Linked DNA regions of Mus musculus: all the other regions are linked to region 1. The links are chromatin contacts, called in public Hi-C and HiChIP or PLAC-seq maps. All regions are on one chromosome and are shown on one strand. Each heading gives the region's core, a stretch centred on a gene start, on an enhancer-like site or on the middle of the called end of the contact. The rest is flanking DNA. Distances are from core to core; before and after follow the strand shown. Region 1 overlaps Gm39256 (a long non-coding RNA gene). Region 2 overlaps Wwox (WW domain-containing oxidoreductase). Region 3 overlaps Wwox (WW domain-containing oxidoreductase).

Region 1 (5,082 bases), core at 1,918-4,417:
TCTGAGGCTATGCCCCACTGGACCACTTCTTTCTGTTAAAATGTTGAGAACCTTCCAGAAGCAGCCTGCCTCCTCAGCCCCCTTTCCAGCTAGGAACCTAGACTTTCACCCCAGAGCCCATGGAGGGCAAGCCAAATTAAGTCACAGTACAACCTGAGTATTTTTCAAGACTTTATTTATTTAATGCCCACAGTGAGCTCCAGAGGCAGGTGCTCATGCTACCCCTATTTTACATATTTGGAAACTGAGCCACAGCGAGGTTAAGTAACAATTCTGAGACTCTCATTATGAGCAATGACCAGATTCCTATCCCAAGGCAGGAGACTTTGTACCTATTACTCAACCACTTGCTGGATTCATTTCGATGGCAGGGCAACTTCTAATGCAGCACTGAGCAGATTCTATACACCCTGAAAGGCTTTGGGACTGATCTCAAATCCTACTAACACGCATGGGATAGTAACTGTCTTTTTTTATTCTCTCTTTTTGTTCTGTTGAGGACTTGGACACCCAAGCCAGGCTGCAAACCATGAGTCCAAAACAGTGTGACCTGTGCTCAAATCTATTCAAGGTGCTACCCTTCTAAGCTGGGATGCCTTTAAGAGCAATCATTCCACTAAAGACAGCTGGGACAAGAGGTATTGTCCCAGCTAAAGGGCTGGTATATACAGTCTAGTGGGAGAGTGTGTTTACAGGTCTACATATGCACCCCAATATCTCCCCCAACCTTTCTCCCTCCTTCTCTCTTTCTCTCTCTCCTTCTCTCTCTCCCTCCCCCCTCTCTCCCTCTCCCGCCCTCCCCCCACACAAAGACATACCTACACACACACACTACAAAAGGTCCTTTGTAGTGCCCTTATACTTCAGGTATAAGGTAGGCCACAGACTTCTGTGCAGACATAGCTGTGTGGTCACAGAGAGCAGTCAGCTTGAGGAGAAGGACACCCCGCTCCACCTGACATCTTTAGCTACCTGGATGCATGAATGTGTAAGGAGAGACAGGCACACCTGGAGACCCCCTGTCTCTGGGCTTTGTAAGTACCTTCCTGGGGATGAAGGCATTTGTCCTGATCAGCTGTAAGAATCAGATCAATACGAGAAGACCAGCATTCTTTTTCTCTGCCGTAAAACCTGACTTAGTCCTTACGAGGATTTTACTGTTACTTTATATTCAAATGTGGAGGGTCTGTGAGCCATTAAGCAGTTAATTTTTATAAATGGCACACCCTCGTCATTCCAGAGTCTGGGAAAGGACGCTCCCTCATTATCAGGCACGAAGCTCCTCTTGGGTAAAGCGACTCGGGTGGTCATTGGAGATTAGAGCAGATCCTCATTGCTCCCCTAATGGGACACCTTGAAGAGGTTTTGGATTCTAAGTTGCAAGCTGTCTTCCACCCCAAGAGCCTTTGCTCCCATCCCTTCTATGCAATGCTGGGATGACTAGTGCTAAGTTTCACTTAGATGGGAAGTAGAACCATCTGGGAGTGAGCCTCATGATCATGTCTGTGAAGAAGTTTCTAGATCTGGTCAACTGAGATGAAAATACTCACCTGAACGTGATGGCACTACTGCGTGTGTTGTCTTGAGAATTGGATAAAATGGAGAAAAGAAGCTGATTCTGGTCTGTGGATACAAGATGATCAGCTGCTTCATGATCCTGCCATTGTGAATCCACGCCTTGATGGATTGTACCCCTCTAACCACAAACCAAAATAAACCCTTCTTCCTTTAGGTTGCTTCTGTTGGGTGTCTTATTACAATCCTGAGAAGAATAACTAACACAGTAAGCCCAAGATACTGTGGGCTGAGGAACATATCCCTCACACGCCAAAGTCACGTTCAAGTAAGCAAAGCTTTCTCCAGCCTGAGATCAGCAGGTGATGGCCACATGTGCAGGTGTTCTGGAAGCCCAGCTGGCTGGCTTGTGGAAGAAACAGCTCAGGGTTGGAAAATGGTCTGTTCAAAGAGGTAGCCAGTCCACAAGGCTAGGGAAATCTGTACTGAAGGAAAGATCCAACAGGAGATGAGGAGGCCTGTTTCCCATGGTGAAAACAGACACTCTGATTGAGCAAGCTGTGGGAGCCTGGAAGAGGCTTCCTCGATAGGCAATGAGGTCCCTGTCACAGGTAATAATCCTGAGAGTCCAAAGCAGGGAAATCTGGAGAAAAGATCTCTGTGTTTGGTGACAGGCTAGAGAGATGACATCTCAGTCCCCTAAGATGCTTTATTTTATATATGACGGATGGAGCCGTGAGGTGTGTCAGTCTGCGGCTTTCTTGCCACATCTAATCAAGGCAATATTTCTGGATAAAAACCTAGAAGGGTTTTTGGAACATATGCTCGGGAGCTTGAGGCAAGGAGGACCAGGTTGCAGCGTAGGCTCTTAAGGGAACTGTACAACCACAGGTACCTCGGAAATCTCTGCATCCTTGTTTCGTCATCTGGAAGCTGAAGCACAGGTGTCACACAGGGACAGTGTGGACTCTGCAGCTGAGAGAATGCCAAGCACTGGATATAAACAAGTGGCGAGGGCAGATTTGCACTAGCATGCCCACACCCACACACAGGCATGTGCACCCACACATACATGCATGCACTCATGCAGCCAGTGCAGAACCAGGACTGTGCTTTTGGGAGCCCAGCACAAGCACACTTAAGCTATCCTGCCTCTCCATGCACTCTAGTCTTCTTTATTTTAAAATTAAAAAGTGTTCACGCAACGGCATTTTTATTCTCATTAAAGACGATGAAAACTTTATGGCTTCCCCCCTAGAATCAAGACCTGAATTTATTACTGTTTATATTCGGATTTGAGGCTTGCCTAGAACCAACTCATCTTGTGTCCCCCCTCTCTCACACAGGACTGTAGAAAGAGCATGTTTGCGAAGTAATGAGGATGGAGAGTTAGAGGCTGATTTTCTTCCCTTCCCCACTTTTTTTTTCTTTCTTTTTTTTTTTTTTCTTTTTGCAAAGGAAACTCCTCCTCGGAGCTGGCATGGCATTATTAAAAATAATAAAGCAGGAGGTTGGGAAGGAGAAGGTAAATAAGGTGATTCATACATCATCTGCAAAAGACACCTAAGGAAGGCAGAGCGAAATCATTGCCTGTTTGGTGTGCAAGGAGATTCTCATGAGTCAGCGTCTACCGCTTCCGTTCTCCCCCAGCTGCGGCTTCAGGCTTGGCTGTGTCATCGGTGGGTGGGCCAGTTTGTGGCTCCTCCTGATCTGTACATACACATGCGCACGTACACATGCACACGGACACACACACACACACACACACACACACACATGGGCATTAGTGTGTATATGTGTCACACCAATGTGCAAGAGCTACTCTTTTCCAGGACTCAGGACAAGTGTGTGTCCTTGTGTTCAGGGGAAAAACAAAACAAAACAAAACAAAACAAAATAAAAACATGTCAAGAAAGTACTGGAGAACTCACAAACTCAAGAGTCCTCTGAGCTCTGTGAGAGTCAGCTCACACGCCAGGATGCCCTGTCACCTGTTGTGTGTTTTTGCCTTGTGGTTCTGGCAGCAGAATTGAGTGTGTGCCTTTACAGTATCTCTTTGGTCAGCAGTCTTTCAGAGACAGGGTGCACACGTGAGACACGTCCCATTCTGGAACTCTGTAAACCAGAGCACCCTCTATGTGGCTTCACCACAAATGAAAGTAGAGGCTGCCGAAAAGATAGTGGTGACATTCAATAGCCATCACCAGGAACCAGTTGGTGAACCCCATTAAAGCCTGGAAGGAATATCATGGCATCATTTTCCAAATATGCATATCCCTAGGGAAACAAAGGGTATTTTCAGTACCAATAACTTATATTGATTGAGTCACAGGCCATAGCACAGGGGCAGGGGGATTTTGCATGTGCTGAACTCAGAGTCAACCTAAAACATGAACACAGGTGCTGTACCCACTTTTCAGACAAAGAAACTGCGGCACTGGAAGGTCTAGCAGCTTTCCTAAGCTTGCACAACTGGCAAGTGGCAGAGAGGTCTTGCTAATCTACTTCTAGAGCCCTCCCTGGTAATGGCTCCACCTGACGTGCATCAATGCAGGGGCCAGACCCCTGGTCCCTCCTTCTACATCAGCACTCCCTGGCCCATCTGCCTGGAATGTTTTCACATCTCCTTTCTTCCATTCTTTCTATAAATTCTGGGTGCAGACCTTATTGCTAAGCGGTTTCTCCTGGCAAGAGTAGGCAAGGTTCTGACAAAAGCACACTCACCCAATAGGAGTAGTGGCTCAGGCCTGTCGTCCCAGCACCTGGAAGGCTGAGGCAGGAGGTTTCTCACAAGTTGGAACCCAGCCAGAGCTGCATAGGTCTAAGCCAACCACCTCTCAAATAAAAGCTACAGACTGTGTCTAAAACAAAACCTTCACCGAAACCCATGGAATGGGAGAGATTTGGCTCTTTTGTAGCTAGGACTACAGTGTTTAAAAACCCAGGGCTCAAAACAACACACATCCCCCAGAGAAACCAGCAGGCCAGGAGAAGGCCCTGCCAGGCTAGGGCCCAGCTGAGAGTGGATCACATGCTCGGGCCAAGGAAACAGCAGCACTGGCCAAGCTCCCCAGGTCTTTCCTACCCTGCGCTGGCCCAGACCTGCCTGTATCTAGCCAGGAGTGCAGGAGGATGTGGGCAGATAGGAACAGGTCTCTCGGAGCCAGGCTCAGTGCCCCAGCAGGGCCTTGAGTCCCCTGCCAACACGCTTGCCAACCAAGCTGTGTAAACATTGAGCTCTCTGGCAAAGCTGGGGAAGGGGAGACAGAAAGGGCTCCTCATCCAGTGTGGGTGTGGGAGGAGACTGCGCTCCTGGTTTCTTTCCTGTGCGCTCCCTGTCTCCTTCTTCCTCCTGGCCAGAAGAGGCAGAAGGCTCTTAGCGACCACCATGAGCCATGTCTAAGGATGTACCCTGTCCTTTGCTGAACACAGAGCTTGACTCTCCTGCCTACTTCACCCTTCCTTCTCTTCTTCCTCCCTCCCCTTCTTCTCTTTCTTTTTGTACATATGTGTACCTTACCACCACACCTAGGAGTGGGTTTCACCAAGGTGCCATAAGGCCAGTGG
Region 2 (5,082 bases), core at 1,320-3,819, 390 kb after region 1:
AGGGTGTCCATTCCAGAGCTTCATACATGCTAAGCAAATACTCTGCCAACCACTGAACTACACAACCAGCCCCGCTTCAGCTTTATATTACTAAAAGCCTAACTTTCTCCTTTCCTTCCTTCCTTCCTTCCTTCCTTCCTTCCTTCCTTCCTTCCTTCCTTCCTTCTTTTTTCATGCTAGTTAGTAACTGAACCCAAAGATACACTGGGCGAGGGCTCAGCTGTTAAGCTATAGCCTCAACCCTACTTCTTTATTCTTTGTATTAAATGTGACCAACCCTAACTCATGGAATTAATGTGAACGTTGGAAAGCGGGTACTTATAAACTGCTTGATATAAGCCTATTAACTCTAGGATTCATTTATTCATTTATTTTATGGTACTGAGAATTGAACTCAAAATTTTGCTAGCCTTAGGTAAATGCTCTATCACTGACTACACCCCAACCCTTTTAATTTATTTCTTTGTAATATGAGATAGGGTCCCAGTACTGCCCAGGCAGACCTTGAACTTTAATTCTCCTACCTTTAGCCTCCTGAATAGCTAGGATAGCAGGTATCCTATGCATGTGTCTTGGAATGGTTTCGTTCACTTTCACTATTTATTTTAGGTAGTTTTGTCATTCATTTTGATCAGGACACATTACTTACATTGTACCTTCTTTCTCTCTGTTCAACACTCCACAAAGTCAGTGTCCCTCCTAAGCCCTTCACTAGGAATAATAAGCCCATCTGCGGACAGAAGAGTCTTTCTTCATCTGGCCTTCTGCATGCCAAGCGCACCACCAGAGCTGTGGCCTAGCTCTTACTTGGGCTTCCCGAACCTGCTTCTTCCTGTTTCTCTGTGGCATCTCAAACCCTCGCCACCAGAGTGTAAATCAAGAAGTTTGCAGTGATCTGGCTTTGCTGGCGGTGCCTTAAACCCCAGGCGAGTGGTTAACCAAGCAGCCCCCACAGAAACTGCAAGGGTGGGCTCCCCAATGGGGAGGCAAAAATTCTTTCTATGAAAAATGCAAAGCACGACCTCATAAAAAGAAACCCACCGCAGGAAGATGGAGACATGTCAGCTCGCATTAAAACGAAACGGGAAGATGAACATTGCGACCATCTGGCAAAAGACCCTCCCTAGGAAAACATAAAAGTTGCCAAGGAGTTAAGACAAGACCTCAGTGAGAATCGCTGAACTCCACATGGCTCTCTTTGCACTTGAGTCAAAACTTGGAGTGAATTCGGGGGCCGGGTGTTAGGGACGAGCTGATTGTAACGGTGTATTCCCTCGGTGCTGTGCAGTTGTCTCTGTTTGGCTTGGAACTTAATTGCCTCATCATGCATTAGAGTTTGTAACACATTTGGAAGGAGGTTGGAGTCATAATCACACATAAGCAGACGAATAAAACAATGCAGTGTAAAGTTTTATGGCAAGAGAGGCTGGGTCCTATTGCAGGAGCAAATGCCTCTGAAATCTCAGCAACTGGCAACAAAGGCTCATTTCCCCCACAGTCAGTAGGAAGGCTGGCAGGGAAACTCAGGTGACCATGGTCAACACAGGGACTCGGAAGGGAAAGGGCAAGACTCACGTGGACAGCACATTTCTGGATTCTGGGGCCACAAAAGGAGGGTGAGGTAGGGCTCACAGTGACTCTCAAATTCTTTCCTCCTGGACATGAAATATGTGACTGTTGGTCGGATTCTATTGGGTGAACCAAATCACACAATTCCCCGTTATTAAGCGGAGTTAGGAGGTATCTCTACCCTGTGTTCTGAAATAGGAACGCTGTAGTGTTTGATGGTAGCCAGAGTGACCAGGAAGATTCGATTATGGAGGCCCTAATATGTTGGAGCTCTTCCTTCACTTTATATCGTCTAAGCTTATAACCGAGGTGAGAAGAGCCAAATGGCGAAGGCCAGAATTCCAACGCCCTGTCTTAACTAAAAGTGACAGGGGAGGTCACTCGCAGCTCTCCCATACAGAGTTCAGAATTAGACAAGCTTCATCTTGTCCCCCTGAACTCCTTAAAGGAGACCCTCCCTGAACTCGGTGTGCACCTCTGCTATCATTTATGTGTACGGTGGGCAACACTTAGCGACATCCTAAAGACCAAGCTGCCCGTCTGAAATGGCCTATGCAGGGGGGGCTAAATGTGTTAAGATCCAAAGCCCTGGCTGGCTGGTCATAGTTCATGCAGGAGGTATCTGCTCTATACCTACGAATCCTATGAAGATTGGCCAGGGGCCAGGCACACTGCTTCTTTGGTCTATTTTCAACCCTTCCACAGGTCTAGAAAATGCCCCCAAGAAGTCTCCATTGCTAAGCACCTGCTTGCCCCAGTCCTGTGCCAGGGTCTCACCCTTCCCCGTTTAGCTCTCAGATCAAATCCATGCACTTGGTATTGTCTCTACGCTACAGCGGGGATGCTACCCCTTGTCAGCAGCAGACACGGGGCTGAAGCAAACTGACTTTCATGTTGCTTTCAATTGTGCTCAATTTTTTTCCCTTTTTCAGATGCCTGTCAGGGAAGCAGATGTGTCATAAGCTCCCCGGTGTTTAACCCACCAGCCAACACTGAGTTAAGAGGTTCTGAGGCCTGAGGCTACAGTTGACAATGCTAGCATTCCACCTGGCCCCGGCGGCTTCATTTCAACAGACCGATTGTGACATAAACCACACCGTTGTGCTTATGGAATTTCTCACGAGTGGTCTCCCGGCGCTCGGTTTTGAATCTTGTATCGACTCTCCCTTTGCTGTTCAGCCAACATCTTGAGTCTTTTTTTTTTTTTTTTTTTTGCTAATGTTTCATTCTGAGTGAAGTTGCCAGTCAGAGTGAAACTGAGGTAGGGAAAGGGGTCTTAACCCGCAGGAGTGGGAGGAAGCAATCTGCTTTGTCACTCATGTAGAGCAAAGTGTCAGCCTTAGACCAGAGGCAGATAGATGACATGAGAACCTACTGGGCAAGGCAGCTCTGTGTCTTATATGGCCTGCATTGGCGGGGCGGGAGGGGAGGCGGGCTTAGCTTCCTGGTAATTGTTATCTGCCTGTCCGTCTAAACTGCCTGCCTTCCTTCCTTCCTTTGTTCTTTCTTTCCTCATTCTCATTCTCTCCTCCATTTCTTGTGTTCCTCTTTTTCTTTCTCGTTTTAAGCAAGGGCCTTAAGTAACCTAAGCCGGCCTTATACGTCCTGTGAAACCAAAGATGCCCTTGAACTCCCGATCTTTCTGCTTCCACCTCCCAAGTGCTAGGATTAAGGGGCAAGCATAGTCTTGCCTAGCTCATGCAGTGCTCGAGATGAGCCCAGGGCATGTCAGGCAAGTACTCTACCAACTAAGACATTCCCAGCTCCTTGGGTTTCTGAGCTATCTATCCATTAATATGCCCCCCCCCCATTTACATGGACTGCAGTGTGAGAAGCCTGGCCCATTGAAGAAACCAAGGGACAGGGTGATTACAATTTTTGTCTAGCTTCATATCGCTGACGGGAAAGTTGGGAATGATTCCAGAATATAAGATCCACCTCCCTAGGCCACACCACTGTAGAAATGACCACAAGAAGCAGCTTTTCAATAATCACCTTAGAGAGAGCAGGAAGTTTCTGCCCAGTACTCCTCTGGGTCTTCTTCCTCCCAGAGCACTTGGGAACCACGGCCCCTGGAATGTGTACCAAGAGCTCCTGCGATAAAGTTGTTGCAAATCTAGAAGGCTGAAAAAATGTGAGTGGTGTGTGTGTGTGTGTGTGTGTGTGTGTGTGTGTGTGTGTGTGTGTGGTGTATGTCTGTGGGTGTGTCTATGTATGTCAGTGTCTATGTGTCTGTGCCTGTGTCCTTGTATACCTACATATGATAGTATTCACGCCTCTGTGTGAGTTTCTGTGTTTGTGCGTCTGTCTGTGGTGTATGTCTGAGTGTTTCTGTATATGTCTGTGTCCATGTGTTTGTTCTGTGTGTTTGTAGGTGTGTGTTAGGATCCACATCTCTGTGTCAGTTTATGTGTGTGTGTCTGTGTGTATGTATATTTGTAAACACAACAACCTTTTTCACTACTGTATAATGACTATATAAGAAGAGCTCATTTGAAAAGGAAATTATTAATTTTATTGTTTGTTTTCTTTTGGTTTTAACATAGGGTATGATTATCTAGTCTAGGGATCCACTTACTTCAGCCTCTGCATTGCTGGTGCTGTAGGCATGTGTCATTCATTAGATCAGGCTCAAATAAATTACCTTAATTAAAAGGAATTAATGATGCCACCTAATTTTAGGAAATCTGTTCTCTTTCTCTTAAAATAAAAACTAGAATCATCTAAGAAAATTCTGTCTTCTGACACAGAAAACTTGATCAAGGTATACATGGGGGACTCTACTCATCCTTTCTGAGCCTCTCATAAGAATTTGGAGTTTGGAGTCCATGATACTCTGTATGCTGTTATGAATGGCAAAATCATAAATAGCAGCATGCAAAGTCAGTATCCTATGCTAAGAGTGACCAGGGGGACGAGCCACTTTGTTATGGACTGCATGGGACCTCCCATCACCAAACACTGATTTAGCATAATATCCCAGTCTTCTCTGTCTCCACAGGCTGTTTTAGTTGGGTTCACTTGAAAAGTTTCTAGCGGTTGCAGACACTAAAGCCCACAAGGGCAATGGCTTTCATATTTCAATCCTTGTTGTAATCTCAGGGCTTGGCATGGTCAAGAATAAATACTCAACCTATATCTGTGGGAGAAATCAAATCAGGTATCTTAACTCAATCAATATCCCAGGTGGTAGAAGGGACAGCTTGAGGATCAATTTGCTTATTTTTCGTCTGCCAAATTTTCTACATCCACTCAAAGGGGTAAAGCTGTGCCCAGAGAGGCATATGTTTCAATAACATTGGTGGTTAAGCGCTGCTCCCTCATTCCAAAGACAGGTGTTTGAAGAATTTGCAGTGTCTGTAAAATAATGGTATAGTTCCCAGTTGCAAAGACTGGGTTAGACATAAATGTGCCCTAATAACTGTGACTGTCGTCAGATGTATAAAGTGTCACAGGGTAAGAAAGTGAGTTAGGTGGTGGACAGGGAAAGGATGAGTGAATGAAAAGTCAAGG
Region 3 (5,082 bases), core at 1,061-3,560, 340 kb after region 1:
GCATGATGGACCAACTTTACATAATGAAGGATGCGTTCTTTTCTCTCCAAGAAGCATTCCCTGTCTGCTTGCACGCTCTGGAAAACTCAGCAGCGGTTTTGTCATGCCGCAAACAAGAAGCAGAGATACAGGAGAAAAAGACTGAGCACCCATGGGCTCCCGGTGGCCAGCAGAGTTTGGTGTGCACTTCCTGCCCTTTGCTCCCTAGAGTTTTCAGTGTCTGTCTCTTGTGTAGATGACCAACACCGGGCAGCTTAGTAAGGGCAGCTAACACAATGCCTGGGTTCCTCAAAGGACCTTTCCAAGTAGGTGCTATTAATACCCCCACCCCAAGTACCCTCTGGAAGATCTGAACATTAAAGACGGCCAACAGTCTGCCCTAGCCTACATGGCTGATCAATGGCAAAAACCAGGGGGAAGATTCTGTCCTTTTAGAACAAAATAAGTTGATCCTATCATGACGGACATAGGCTGGTATTGCATGGTGGGCTAGCTGCTGGGACCTCATTCCAGCAGATAGGGACCTGAATACTAGCTAGGTGGTCCTAGGCACTGAAGTCCCTCTGCCCCCAGTTTCTCCTGAGTACTATGAAGACAGCCTTTGTGTAGATACAATAACACTGCTGTGAAGGTCAAAGGGCATTTTCCCCACGAAGCCTGGGTGTGCTACACAGCAGGATGCTCCACCCTGATTGGCTAATATTCGCTTGGTCTACTATTATCATAATTTTCATTGTCATTGAAAGAATTTTTTTTCTAATGGTTCTGTGTAAATTCTCACTGGGATCAAGAATAAGACTTCTAAAAGAAGCTGCTTGGGTGGTTCTCGCCAGCTAATAAAACGTATTAAACTGGAAGCGTCCCTATACAGCCAAGCCGCAGAGCAGGCCACTGTTCAGGTAAGTCGTAAAGTCTTCCCTGCAGCCGTTTCGGTGATTGATCCTCAGGCACGATTAAAATTCAAGAGATGTGCTGACGTTTTAATAGAACAAATAATTTAAATACGTGAAATGTGTTAGGTGGTAATAGTTTTTGTAATATATACCAGACAGATTTTTGGGAATTTTCCCCCTCCCACACACCCCCCCCCAAAAAACAGAAAAGCTTTATGGGTGAGCCTGAGGAGAATGGAAAGGGGGAGCTCCTGTTCTGGGGAGAAGCCATAAAATCTGCAGCCACTTGAATCAGTGCACTTAACGTTGAAGAGCAGGCCAGATTTAAAAAAAAAAAAATCAGCCTTCTCCTTTGTGTTTCTAAAAATGCTGTGGGGAAAAAAAATAGCCATTTGAGAGCCAGGAGTGGAGCGATGCCAGCACTCAGGAGGCTGAGGCAGGAGGATTGGAAATTTGAGGTGGCTTGGGCTGCACAGTAAGACACAGATGCATGGACACACATATACACCCACAGGAGAGAGACAGAGACAGAGACAGAGGGGGAGGGAGGGAGGGAGAGAGAGGGCAGGAAAGAAGGAAGGAAGGGAGGGAGGGAGGGAGGGAGGGAGGGAGGGAGGGAGGGAGGGAAGGAAGGAGGGAGCAAGGACTAAGCATGGCATGGTAGCACATGCCTATAGTTCCAGCACTCAGAAGGTGGAGCTAGGAACCAGTATTGTAGATTAAGTTCAAGGATAGCCTGGGTTACAAAGTAAGTCCATACCTAGCTTGGGCTGCTTAGAGGATAAATCCTGTCTCTAAAACATCAAAAGCAATAACACCCACACAAACAACAGAAACAGGATGTAAGATATGGCTTGCCTTTCTTAAAAACAAAAGGAATAATCTAGTGGGGGCTGGAGTGATGGCTCAGTTGGGAGGAGCAGTTGCCATTCCTTTGAAAGACTTGGTTTGGTTCCCAGCACCCATGCTGGGTGGCTCACAACCACCTGTGACTTCAGCTCCAAAGGATCCAACACCCTCTGCTGGTTTCCAAGACCATCCACACACAGAGCAGCATACACATGTAAACATGCACATACGTGCAAAAGCATGCACATGTAAGAATAACTAAAAGAGTAAGCAAATACTAAAAAAATGAATAGTAACTTGAGAAATGGTTCATGATAAGCCGATTCAAAGAAGACACACACATACACACACACACAAACACACACAAACACACACACACACACACACACACACACACACACACACACACACACACACAGAGCCTCTGATTTTATATTGAAACTCAAAATGAAAATTCTTTCCAGTAAACAACTTTCTTCCTGGTTTTCTGTTCAGTGTTAGGTCGGCTGCAGCAGGGAGGGGCCAGTTTCCCTGGTAACAATACTAGCCCTGTGGCTAAACTCAGGCTACCACCCATGATGTCACTGCCCACAGGACATGGCACAATGGGCTTTTGCTGGTACCACTAGCTCTGCAATACCACTGAAACCGTTTCCACCCAACTTCTTTTTTTTTTTTTTAAATCTCTCTAGCCTGTGTTTCATGCCCAGAGACACAGGAAGGTATCACTTTCTAGAAGTCATTTTATAACCCTGTGATTTCCTTGCCTTTCTCCTGTGCCTCCTCCAAATGGAAGCAGTGAGAGGATCCAGGACGCAGCTGATCTGTCCTCTCAGCTGTGGTGAGCCTGTCTAGATCCTGGCCTCTCGAGGACTCTACGCATTTGTGGAATGAGTGGTGGCCCATCCTTGCCATTCTTCAGGAAGTGGGACAGTGCCATGTGGCCACTTCTTCCCCGTCACTCAAGACAACCCAAGTGCCCTGAGACCCTTTTGCCCTTCTGTCTAGACAGGCACAGCAGAAAACATTTACCATTAATTGATTTTGTTTGGGTAATTCCATACATGTCTATACAGTGTACTCTGGATATTCATTCCTCCCCCCCCCCCCCCCCTCTTAGCTGTTTCCCACCTCTGCCAATGGCCCCTCTTCCTAACAAAACTCTTCTGCACAATTCCTGAGCCACCGCTGATTTTTAACCAAGGCCTTCTCCAATGACCACGGGTTTGGAGTTATCCACTGGAGCCTGGCAGGCTCAACAAAGGGGTGCACGGCTGAAAATAACAACCATCCCTCCCAGAATCCACCAGTTCAGGAGCAAAGGTTAACTTTCAGGTTTCTCTCCCAATGTAACGAGCCAATTCAAGCCACATCAAGAGTATGAGGGCGGGTTTATTGAGAGGCAGCTCTCAGATGGATTCACTGATTCATGGGTAGAGGTCAATGGAGTCACATGCCCAGGCTAAAGCAAGGGAGTTTTATTGGTCTTGGGTGTGGGGTGGGTGGTGACCATGGTCACTTTTGGGTGGCTTTTCAGAAACATGGAGACAAGGAGTGATCCGGGCTTTTCTGCTTGAGAGCAGGGGGCGGGGTTTGAGGAAGAAGAACAAACGGGGTTTGTTTGTGCAGGGGTGGGGGTTGGGGGTGGGATGAGCAGGTGGGATGTTTTAAATTTAGAGTCTTTTAGAGTTCAAACGATCAGGTAAAACTTCTTTCTGATGAAAATGAGAATTTTGAAAGTGCTTGTTTCCTCCAACCAAAGATTTATGCCAGCAGGTCAAAGACCTGTGTTCGCTTTGTAAAATTCGTTTGGTTTTGATTTTCTCTTGTAGAAAGTGGGAGATCTAACCAGCTCTATTTCAAACCCAGGACCCAAGCACCCTTCCTAGTAGGGACATTGAAAGAAAAGGCCACAGAGACCTCCTATGTGGAAACCATTTGAGTAACAAGAAGTGTTTCTGGATAACTATGAGTCTGTTCATTTTCAGACTGGTGTGTTGCAACCTGTCCCCTCGGTCAAAAGTATTGACATCCATCTAATGACACAAGTAGATGTCATGTTCTCCATATCACTCATCCTGAAAGCTTAAGTTTCCTAGATAAGAGGTGCAGGCAAGATGAGCAGGCACACGGTGTTCTCTGAAGCAGGCTGGCCTCTACGCCTATACATGAAGACGTGTGTGGTGTGTCTTAATCACGAATGTGGCAGTTAGCAGGCTGCAGGCTACTTGCTGTCTTCATACAGGCACAGAGGGGAGAGATCTGCGTGAAGTTCAAGAGGAATCAAGAATTGGCATCGTTTTCTGCTGATTTCCCAGAGAGCAAGAGTCTGGTGAATTCCAGAAGGTGCCATGCTGGAGGGCACACAAAAGACTAGCTAAGCACTCATCACTACCAAGAGGGCAAAAAATATAAGGGCTGATGGATGCTGGTCTGGGGGATGTTGGTTTAGGGGATGCTGAGCTGGGACTGCCATTAGTACCCCCTGTAGAAATGAACTCAGTTCTAAGAACAGCAGCATCCTGTGTGTCACCGACCAAAGAACACAGAAGTTTCAAGATTCTGTTGGCCACCCGGCTCATCTGTCAGACTGAATGGACTGCATTTTAGGGACATATCCCTAAACCTACTTTTAGGTATAATGTCTGAGTTCTGTATTCCTGGGCAAGACTGGTGCACTTTGTCAGTTTCTTGGGACTACAGATGAGATCTTTTTAAAAGAAAAAGAAAGAAAACAGGTAAGAAGCTTAGTACTTCCAACAGCGCTGAGATGCAAGGCACTGTAAGAAAACACACAAATCCAAAACCGCTTTATCAGGCCCCATGGTGCGTGAGTTTTGCCAGGCTTGGCTGGAACTGTGGTCAGCCGCCAGGTTTTGAATCAATGCTGGCACTGAATGAATCAGCAGTGCAAAAGTCCCCCTTGGAGACATTACAACTTGCTTTCAAACAGTTTATGAAGAGGCTTCTAGGTATGGGCCAGACCAAGTGAAAGACTTCCCCAGCTTCCGTATATTGTTATGGTAAAGAGCATGACTAAAACCAACGAGGGAGGGAAAAGAGTATTTAAGCATGCTCTTCCAGATCCCAGCCCATCACCGAGGGAAGTCCAGGAAGGAACTCAAACAGGAACTGAAGGATAAACTGCAGAGAAATACGGCTTATAGGCTGGCCAGTTCTCTGTCTCCCTCAGATTGTTTTTGTACACAGCCTGGGAACGCCTGCCTAGGGATGGCGCCACCCAATACGGGCTGGGCCCTCTGATATCAATCAAGACAGTCTCCTATAGATATAGCCAGAGGACAATCTGATCTGGGCAATTATCTAGTTGAGGTTCCCC

The links. Hi-C and Micro-C count contacts between places; a contact is called where the count stands out from the background. HiChIP or PLAC-seq counts read pairs in DNA pulled down with a chosen protein or histone mark.
Region 2: a contact with region 1 is called in a Hi-C map of Th1 cells, with 2.1 times the contacts expected there. The contact joins two enhancer-like sites. A contact is called at or near these places in 2 of 484 Hi-C or Micro-C datasets (Th1 cells and Th2 cells) and 2 of 115 datasets of contacts at active chromatin or transcription factors (microglia and regulatory T cells).
Region 3: a contact with region 1 is called in an H3K4me3 HiChIP or PLAC-seq map of bone marrow-derived macrophages, with 2.3 times the contacts expected there. The contact joins two enhancer-like sites. A contact is called at or near these places in 1 of 484 Hi-C or Micro-C datasets (bone marrow-derived macrophages) and 1 of 115 datasets of contacts at active chromatin or transcription factors (bone marrow-derived macrophages).

The regions. Positions count from the first base shown.
Region 1 is chr8:115,616,651-115,621,732 of GRCm38.p6, reverse strand. Gm39256 (a long non-coding RNA gene) reads left to right here. Exons shown (of 2, transcript XR_879215.3): 2 at 1-5,082. Among named protein-coding and RNA genes, the nearest start is that of Gm39256, 26 kb to the left of the region's middle. Within about 2 kb of position 3,167, at least 65 of the 459 cell types and tissues checked have an H3K27ac peak or open chromatin away from gene starts, as enhancers often do. A contact at or near this core is called in Th1 cells, Th2 cells, bone marrow-derived macrophages and 1 more, where this site is marked.
Region 2 is chr8:115,224,913-115,229,994 of GRCm38.p6, reverse strand. All of the region lies in intron 8 of Wwox (WW domain-containing oxidoreductase), which reads right to left. Among named protein-coding and RNA genes, the nearest start is that of Gm39257, 270 kb to the right of the region's middle. Within about 2 kb of position 2,569, at least 36 of the 459 cell types and tissues checked have an H3K27ac peak or open chromatin away from gene starts, as enhancers often do. A contact at or near this core is called in Th1 cells, Th2 cells and regulatory T cells, where this site is marked.
Region 3 is chr8:115,273,714-115,278,795 of GRCm38.p6, reverse strand. The region is part of intron 8 of Wwox (WW domain-containing oxidoreductase); the gene reads right to left. Among named protein-coding and RNA genes, the nearest start is that of Gm39257, 310 kb to the right of the region's middle. Within about 2 kb of position 2,310, at least 51 of the 459 cell types and tissues checked have an H3K27ac peak or open chromatin away from gene starts, as enhancers often do. A contact at or near this core is called in bone marrow-derived macrophages, where this site is marked.